Linked DNA regions of Mus musculus: all the other regions are linked to region 3. A link is a contact called in public Hi-C data. All regions are on one chromosome and are shown on one strand. Each heading gives the region's core, a stretch centred on a gene start, on an enhancer-like site or on the middle of the called end of the contact. The rest is flanking DNA. Distances are from core to core; before and after follow the strand shown. Region 1 overlaps Gm35041 (a long non-coding RNA gene). Region 2 overlaps Gm35440 (a long non-coding RNA gene). Region 3 has its middle 52 kb from the start of Gm35240.

Region 1 (3,096 bases), core at 147-2,646, 500 kb before region 3:
GTTAAACAATAGTTGGGGCTGGAACGGTTGTTCGGAGGTTGTGACACATACTGCTCGTGTAGAGGACCTGAGGTCAGTTCCTAGCATCCTAGATAGCTCACAACTGCCTGTGCCTCCAGCCATAGGGAGATCTGGTACGTCTAACCCCCAGAAACAGCTGCACTCATATGCACACCCCCACCTCCCACACACATACACAGATAAAAAAAAAAGAGGCAAGTTAGAGCATGTTAGGGCTAGCTTCTGCAGCTTGCGAGAGGTCACCTGCAAAATCGTCAAAGGCTTGTGAGTCATTATGTTTGTAGCTGGTGATTGGCCATGAGGATTTACACCACAGACATTGGCAAACAGAACAAATTAGGACCTAGCCCTGCTGGAGCCCTGGTAAATTCGAATTTACCAGAATGTTCTATGACACAGAATACCATTGGCCTCATGGTTTGAGTTCGCTATGGTTTTTGAGAAGGATGACGCCGGTGTCCACTTTGAGCTTCATCTCTGATGTTATAAGGGCTGAGTACGAGATTTTGGTCTACACTATCTTAAATGAAATCTAGGTCACCTTGCCTTCGGTTCTTTCCACTTCCCTTATCTTACACATAAACGAGAGAGACCAAGGCTGATGAGGATGGAATCTCCTGCATCTGGTGTCCCTAGTACCCTGTAGCAGCTGCAGCAACCCCTCTGAGCCAGTAGTATGGGGATGTCTGAATTCTCCTAGATGCCAGCAGAGGGCACTATAGGACCAAGGATGGGTCAGTTCCAGCTTCTAGTTGTATACACTCTCTGGGGGTGCTGGAGGGGGTGGTGGTGGTGGGGAAGCCAACCAAACAAAAACTAATTTGAAAGAATTAGAAAGAGGCCGAACTGAACTGGTAACTTTTAGGTGAGGCATCAATTTAAAACATTGCAGCACTTGTGACCATAGTAAAAATCTGTAGCACTTGGCAATTTACAAGCCCTTATGCCCACACCTTTTAAACCTGACAACCCCCTGCACAGGTGTAAGTGTCGCTGGGCAGCAGGAGATGCTGGTGTGTGCTCAGGAGGTAGAGGGTCTGTGGGTCAGTCCTGGTCCTGCCACTGATTTTGGACAGGACACAAAAGATTCAGATTGCTTTTGGGAAACTGACACACAACAGACACACACACACACACATAGTACATACATCTCACACACACACACACACACACACACACACACACACACACACAGCACATATAACACACGGCTCTGCATGTACCAAGCACTCAGGAGACATTAGCAGTTGCTTATTACAGATACAACTACACCAGGCACCTGAGCTGAGTGTGAAAACGAAGCCCCAGGCCATATCATTAGTAAGGGGAAAGCCAGAGCTGAAGCCCCACCTCTTCTAACTGAGGGTTCTTGCCTCTGGCCACCAGCTGTCTCCCAGCTGTCACTGTCACAGCTTCCAGCTGTGCTGACAATTCTGTCCCCCATGCTGGGGTACTTGGGGACTCCTTGATCTACCACCCATGTCATTAATTTGCTTAGTAACTTAATTTTCTGAGAGCCCCCCCACAGTTAATGTCAGTCAGCGGCTGGCTAACTGTGCCTCATGATCTAAGTCTGAATGCTCAAAATGAGCTCCATTTGCTGCTCCGGACAGTGTAAGCCTGGTTACACAAATTCAAATGACCTCAGGGCCAGCAGGGGGTGGTGTAAAGGGATAGTGGAAATTCTGGGCCTTCTGCCACGAAGTCGCCACACAAGCCTTGTTAGCTGTTTTTCCTTCCTTCCTTCCTTCCTTCCTTCCTTCCCTCTCTCTCTCTCTCCCTCCCTCCCTCCCTCCCTCCCTCCCTCCCTCCCTCTCTCCCTTTCTCTCTCTCTCTCTCTTTCTTTCTTTCTTTCTTTCTTTCTTTCTTTCTCTCTTTCTCAGTTACAGGCTTTTTTTTTTTTTTTTTTTTTTTTTTTTTTTTTTTTTTTTTTTAGTGTGTGCATGTTCATACAGGTATATGTGTATGTGTAGCTAAAGATCATATTATATGTGTGTCAAGGTTAGAGGTCAGCTTTGCTGGTTGTGTCTCACAAGCCCTTCACCTTGCTTTTTGAGGTAAGGTCTTATGCTGTTCTGGGGCTTGCAGACTCAACTTGGCTGGTAGGTCCCAGAAATCCTCCTGCCTCCACATTCTCAGCTCTGGAATTATAGGTCGCCTGTCACCATACACCTGACTTTTTTCCCCATGGGATCCGGGGGCTGAGCTTCGTCACTGAGCCATCTCTCAGCATCCCCACCCTCTTCACAATGCTTTTCAAGCACAGAAATTATGTACTGTTATGTGAAATAGCTAAACTGATATCCCCCCCTTTTAAGCTTTATAAAAGAGACCATGAAGACCCAAATACATTATGTTAGGGCATACACATAATGCGGCTACAGGCTAGCAATCACTGTGCAAGCCTTGGGAAGGGAAAGGAGGGAGATTTTCTGGCTACCGGCACCATTCCTAGGGTCAATAAAAGCATTCTACTTCTGTGTGGAGATCTTTATCAAAGCCAGTGAATTTTGTCCAATTGGCCATTTTCTCCCTTTAGCTGAGCTAAGGAGTTTTGCTCTTTCTGAGGGAATCAGTCCCTGTCCACGCAGTGTTGGAAGTTTCTGGATGAAGAATTAGCATGCTTAGAATCTGCTGCAACCTGTGGAGCAACTAGGCAAACTTCAGACAATCCCAACCTGCTTCCCTCACCCCCAACACATACAGTACACACACCACACACCACACACACAGTATACACACACACACACACACACACAGAGTACACACACACAGTACACACACACACACAGAGTACACACACACAGTACACACACACACACACACACACACATACATACACACACACACACACACACACACACACACACACACACACACACATTCTCCCCTCTACAGAAACCTGCCTAGAGGAGCCATCCCCACTCTGAGTACTGGGCCAGGAGCCTCATTGCTGACATGTAGTAGTTCCTTTCAGTTCCAGTTTCAATTAGGACCTCATTCTTGCTTGCTCTTTAATACTCAAGACACATAAAGCCGGTACCATAGTCCCTGGAGTGAGTTAAAGCTTGTATC
Region 2 (2,928 bases), core at 73-2,572, 280 kb after region 3:
GGAGACTATTTACAGCAAATGAGACATTTCTGTGAGCCTGGGGGAAGGGGCTCTGATAAACCAATGGTAGAGAATGGCAGAAGATGTATCTAGATGGCATTGGGGACGTGGGGATGGGGGACGAGAGCAATGCCAGGGATCAAACATACTGGACACAAGCTCTCCCAGCCCAGCTATATACCCTGTCCCTCCCCAGCAGGGTTTTTAAAGGCATATTTACATTGTCTTGATCTGTGTCTGGAAAAGGCATGGAGACAGCAGCCACTATTGGACTTAACAAATTATTTGTGTCGACGATGAAGTCCAAACCTACAGTAAACATTGACTACATTTGACCTGTTTTAAGCACGAGGAATTAAGATGGATCTAGGTTTCTGTGTTAGTCAAGGTTGGGGCAGAGATCAAAGAGTATGCTCAAAAGAAATGGCTGAAGATAATTAATGCAGGGGCTGTTTCTAAGCAGTGTTAATGGAAGGCAAAAGGGGTTATGGAAACCCTCGCCCATCTGAAAATCTCTAACACTCCCAGGCATCTGTGGGGAAAAGGGCTGTGTATTCAGGTGGCCCAGTGCTTCCCTGATTCTGAAAGACAAAGGAGCCACACTCTCTCACCAAGCCTTCCTGAGCCAGCCACACAGCTAGGTGCAGAGGAAGGCTCAAAGTTTCTGAGTGGCAAGCAGGAAAAACCCACCCGTGAACACAGAGGCTTGTTCAGAATCGTACATTCATTTGGATCAATATATTTATGCTGATCTATGGGCTTCATTGTCAATGCTCCTCTGGTTCCATGATGCAGTTGAACCCACATCAACAATACTAAACAAGCCAACGAAACCAGCCCTGTTAGCTCAGTACACGGCGGCGCTGGCGAGGCTGGAAGGGAGCTGTACTGAAGCGAATTGTTTGGTAATTCCTGGACTTCCCTTCTGAAGTCAGCTGTGCCTCTGGCCACTGGCCTCTTTTTGCCCCACCCCTCATGCAAAAGGAGCCAGGATTTTGAATTATTGATGAAATCAGACTAAATTTGGGGATTACATGTCTCCATCCCGCCTGTTGTTTGTCCAGTAAATAGCATTTCCTCTGTAAAACTGGAGCTTTCATCTCAGGAGTGTGGACCAGACTTAAACAGACATGGAAGCTTCCCTTGGAGAAAACCTTCTGTGATGCTGGAGCGCTTTGATCTGCGCGCTCTCGGCTGCCATGAAAACACAGAGGCCGCCAGGACACTTTCCCCTTGGCCCGATTCACTTCCCACTGTGGAGTACACAGAGAAACAGACTTTGCTCCTGGTCTTTTTCCTGGCTCAGCTACAGCCTCTCTCACTGGAATTTACTAATTTCTGAGCAGTTAAAATGTTCTCTTTGGTGAGACAGAATCCTTCCGGGGCCCTAGTGGAGACTGGCAGACCTGCTCAGACAGCGCCCTCTGCTGGACACTTCTGGGATCGCGCGTGCCTGGAGGGCCGGGCCAGTTCTGACCTGTCAAGGTGGCAGTCACAGCTGGGTTGTTGAGACACCTGAAATGTGTGTGCGACCTTTTTTTTTTTTTTTTGCCTAGAACACCTCAGTCCTTAATAACCAAGATGCACAAAGAAACCATAGAATTGAGGAAGACACCCCCCCCCGATTTGTCATAATAGAGATTTCTAAACAATGTGCAAAAATCCCTAGGGTATATAAGACTAATAAATTGGACTATGTTAACACCAAGAACATCTTTATGGCTGAAAAAAAAAACATAAAAACTTAAGAGACAAAGGGGCAAAATGCTTTCAATATAGGATCAGTATCTAGAATATATAAAGAATCTCTTTAATAAAAAGAAATGAAAAAATCTAATAGGAAAATATTGCAAAGATACAAAATGCCAGTTCACAGACAAAGAAGTACAAATAGCCCATAAATACACAGCAAACGTACTCAGTTTCATGGTCAAGCAGGAAAATGGACTCCCAAACCCTAGAAAACATCTACAAAAGCTAAGCCAGCTTATTTCCATATTCTGCTGTCAGGGATACAAGCTTTGTAGAGTGACTTGACAGCAGCTACTAAAATGTGAAGTGACTTACATGGCCGCCTAAACGGAGCTGGCTAAGTACATCGGCTCATCCAAAAACACAGATACAGAGCAACGTCTTTGTTTGCTTAGTGCAGTGCAGGGCGTGAAACCAGGGGCTCTATGCAAGCCACACCACCAGGGGCTCTATGCAAGCCACACCACCACCGTGCCACTGAGCTATGCTCCCAGACACTTTTTTTTTTTAAGATTTATTTATTGATTATATGTAAGTACACTGTAGCTGCCTTCAGACACTCCAGAAGAGGGAGTCAGATCTCGTTACAGATGGCTGTGAGCCACCATGTGGTTGCTGGGATTTGAACTCTGGACTCTTCGGTAAGAGCAGTCGGGTGCTCTTACCCACTGAGCCATCTCACCAGCCCGCTCCCAGACACTTAAGGTAGACTTTAAAATAATGTATTATGTGTACTGACAGGTAAAGAACTCAGAAACTACTACTGACTGAGCAAAGACGATGAAGCCACGGAGTGACACATGCTATCATGACATATGTAAAAAGCCTAACCATACAACACAGTGTGTTTCTCTACAGGTAAGGTAACATACATGTTTAATGCATTGCAAAATGCATGAGGCTCATTTAACTGATAGGGAGAGCTACCTCTGGAATAAAAATGAGAATAGAAATGACAGATGTCTGTCTTCTCTGTAATGTTGATTTTTTAAAGAGGATGCCTTCATAGATTACTTGAAATGACTAAAAGCTACTTTTAAAAGAAGAAACTTTTTTGTTTATCCTATTAATGCACTCAGAATGGTCAGAGGGTCTTGCAGCTAAAAAGTAAAACAGGGCCTTAGGTGATCCATGGGAGGGGGAGGGGGTGTGAAGTAAAACACACCATGGTTGTCA
Region 3 (2,739 bases), core at 24-2,523:
TAGTAATAACTGACTTCCATAAACCCTCCTGATTCTGGTATGTGGCAACTCTATCCTTCAGGCCTCAGTTCTCCCGTCAAACCCCAGTCACCTGGGAGCAACCCTGCTTTGTTAGCAGCAGTTTCTGGGCATCTGGCACTGGTGCTGGCGCTGCCCTTGGAGTTTTCTGGCCAATGATAGCGGCCATCATTTCCAGTGTCATGAGCACAGGGCTTGTTGGCATCTTTCCTGCCACCAGAGCAGGCTGCAAGAGGAACTTGGGTCTCCTTCTGTGGTATTTTTTTCTCATGACACACACACACACACACACACACACACATATATATGAGACAAGATATATATATCTCAAGATCTGAAAGCAATGCTAATATTAAAGTAACAGTACCCCCTTCTATGCTAAGGATTTTTCCTCATTTCTTCATTTCTCCTTATGAAAAGGCCCACAGCCATCAAATGACTATTCCAGAAAGGACCACAGGGATCTTTTGTTGGTTGATCACTAGAAAACATGGCTTTGGATGAGCCCTGGTCCTTCCCTGTGGCCAAGAGACAGTTTGATGATTGTTACCTTCTTGTTTTAGGGATCTGGCTCTGTCATCAGAACCAACAGATGATCTGGGTGTGGTGGTGTATGCATACAGTCTCCGCATTCAGGGTGCTGAGGCAGGAGGATTGTGAGCTTGAAGCCAGTCTGAGTCTTACACACACAATCAGCAGCAGCAGCAACAACAACAACAACAACAACAAAACAACTAAGATGACATTTTAAAAAAGTAATATTTCCACTGTAAAATTACATTAAAGAAAGCTCTTTCTCTATTCTTATGTGACACACACACTCCCCCTTATGTCCCCAACTTTTGGGCATCCATTTCAGTATGTCCTTGATCTCCCTGTCTGTGTGAGCACAGATGGCATTGCTTCCCTCCTACAGAGCCCTCAGTCACAGCTGATAGCAGCTGAAAGGAAGCATCTGACCCTCAGGCTCACACTCATAGACGGGCCACCACCAATGGCATGGCTTGGTTCCAAACACTGAACAGAGGGATACAGAAGTTGTGCTGGCCCTGAAAGACCACACAGGGGGCCACAGTGGCTGTGTTGGGACGTAAGGAGGAAGAACAAGCAGAAAAGGGTAGGGTTTGAAGGAGCAGGACAGTGGACCCAGACAAAGAGACCTGGGCTTGTGCAGTCACATTCCCAGAAGGAAAGAGGAGCCATGTGCTGTGCAGGTTCTGGTACCCAAGGCTTTGCCTGACCTCTGGCCTCCCCTGGGCAGCTGTGCCTGTTTGGCTTCTTCTGTCTGTCTTGTTTGCACTGACCTTCGTCCTGTAGGCTAACAACTTCTTGTTCAAAACTTTATCTAAAACTGGCCACATGCCTGAGCCTTGTTTTCAAACTAGGAACAAACTCTCAAAGGTCAGAGATTAACGTCCGAGTCCTTTGGAAAATCTTTCTAGGGAACTCGTGCAGATGACAGCCACTGAAATGCTGCGCTCAAAGGCCAAATGTAAGCCTTTTTACATATCAGCTGGCCCTTTTTGAGTCTTTCAATATAAAGCTATCCAGGGAAATTAATTCCCAGACCGCTTCAGCTGACAGGTGGAGATGGAATCATGGGGACTGCAATAACACCAGTGTCACTGGCCCATGTCTGACCTTGGCCAACCTGGTGACCATCACTTTAACCCAGGAACTTGGCTTTCTGTCTCTGGAGTTCATCTTCTTTAGTGATAGCATTAGTTTTTCCTAGAACTGTGACTGTTTTGTCCAGCTGGAATCTGGGGTAGCCATGGATACTGTGTCTCCTCCCACAACTTCCTGATAACTTTTAGGAGTTCAGAGAATTGGGAGAGGGCTGAGCTGTCAGATCTCAGTAGTAACCAGTGAAAGCAGGACACCAACAATGGACACGGTGAGCTTTCGATCAGTTGCTGCTGTGGCACAAGCAGGAATTGCCTGACCCCATTTTCCCACACATAGCACAAGTTCTCTGGGCCAAGGCAGTCAGTACAGATAGACATGAGATGGGATGTCTCCCTGAAGTGCAGGCCTAGATGAAGGCTCTGGAGGTTTCACCGGCCTTGGAAACAAGGGTGAGCACCAGGAGAAAAAACGTAGTTGGAACAGAGCTTGCTCCCAAGATATGCGTGTGTGCGTGTGTGTGTGTGTGTGTGTGTGTGTGTGTGTGTGTGTGTGTGTTCAGGGTTTGGGTGGGGAGTGGTGCTTCCTCCCCTTCCTCTACCACAGACCCTGATGAGCAAAGCCTTTATAATTGCCCATTGTCAAGCCTGACACACGGGTTTTTAAGGAAACCAAAACATGTCATCCCAAATAGGTCTCCTTAACACAAGAATTATTCTGTGCTTGAGGCAATTAAGGAAGAGCAAACTGCAAAAGCTTTTGCCTGCCCCCAATTTGCCCAAAATACCGGACATAATTTACACAAGTGTCCCAGCTTTCCTCTCTGTGGGGAAGGACAAGAGTTACCACTGGAGGCAGAGCCATTACTAACCCAGAGGTGGGATCATGAAATCTGCACACCTGGCTGTACTCACCAGCCCTGCCTGCTGTCTTCCATTAGTGTCCTGCCTGTTTACCTCACATGGCTTATCACCCTTGGAAACTAAAATCACTTTCCATTTTCTATTCATTTCTCTATAGATTTCATGTTCTTTGATAAATGTGTACCTGGTTCTAAGCCACCTCTTGGAGTCCCTCATCTCTGCATACTCCCTA

What was found. Hi-C and Micro-C count contacts between places; a contact is called where the count stands out from the background.
Region 1: a Hi-C map of cerebellar granule neurons shows a contact between it and region 3, with 3 times the contacts expected there. The contact joins two enhancer-like sites. A contact is called at or near these places in 1 of 15 datasets of contacts at CTCF or cohesin (large pre-B cells), 4 of 484 Hi-C or Micro-C datasets (the HPC-7 cell line, bone marrow-derived macrophages, cerebellar granule neurons and 1 more) and 2 of 115 datasets of contacts at active chromatin or transcription factors (astrocytes and trophoblast stem cells).
Region 2: a contact with region 3 is called in a Hi-C map of liver, with 3 times the contacts expected there. The contact joins two enhancer-like sites. A contact is called at or near these places in 2 of 484 Hi-C or Micro-C datasets (liver and stem cell-derived neural stem cells) and 1 of 9 other capture datasets (embryonic stem cells).

The regions. Positions count from the first base shown.
Region 1 is chr12:76,999,530-77,002,625 of GRCm38.p6, forward strand. All of the region lies in intron 1 of Gm35041 (a long non-coding RNA gene), which reads left to right. Among named protein-coding and RNA genes, the nearest start is that of Gm35041, 29 kb to the left of the region's middle. Within about 2 kb of position 1,397, at least 33 of the 459 cell types and tissues checked have an H3K27ac peak or open chromatin away from gene starts, as enhancers often do. A contact at or near this core is called in cerebellar granule neurons, where this site is marked.
Region 2 is chr12:77,780,154-77,783,081 of GRCm38.p6, forward strand. It overlaps Gm35440 (a long non-coding RNA gene), which reads left to right. Exons shown (of 4, transcript XR_381711.3): 2 at 2,494-2,610. Among named protein-coding and RNA genes, the nearest start is that of Gm35488, 31 kb to the right of the region's middle. Within about 2 kb of position 1,323, at least 49 of the 459 cell types and tissues checked have an H3K27ac peak or open chromatin away from gene starts, as enhancers often do. A contact at or near this core is called in liver, where this site is marked.
Region 3 is chr12:77,500,693-77,503,431 of GRCm38.p6, forward strand. No RefSeq gene overlaps it. Among named protein-coding and RNA genes, the nearest start is that of Gm35240, 52 kb to the right of the region's middle. Within about 2 kb of position 1,274, at least 19 of the 459 cell types and tissues checked have an H3K27ac peak or open chromatin away from gene starts, as enhancers often do. A contact at or near this core is called in cerebellar granule neurons and liver, where this site is marked.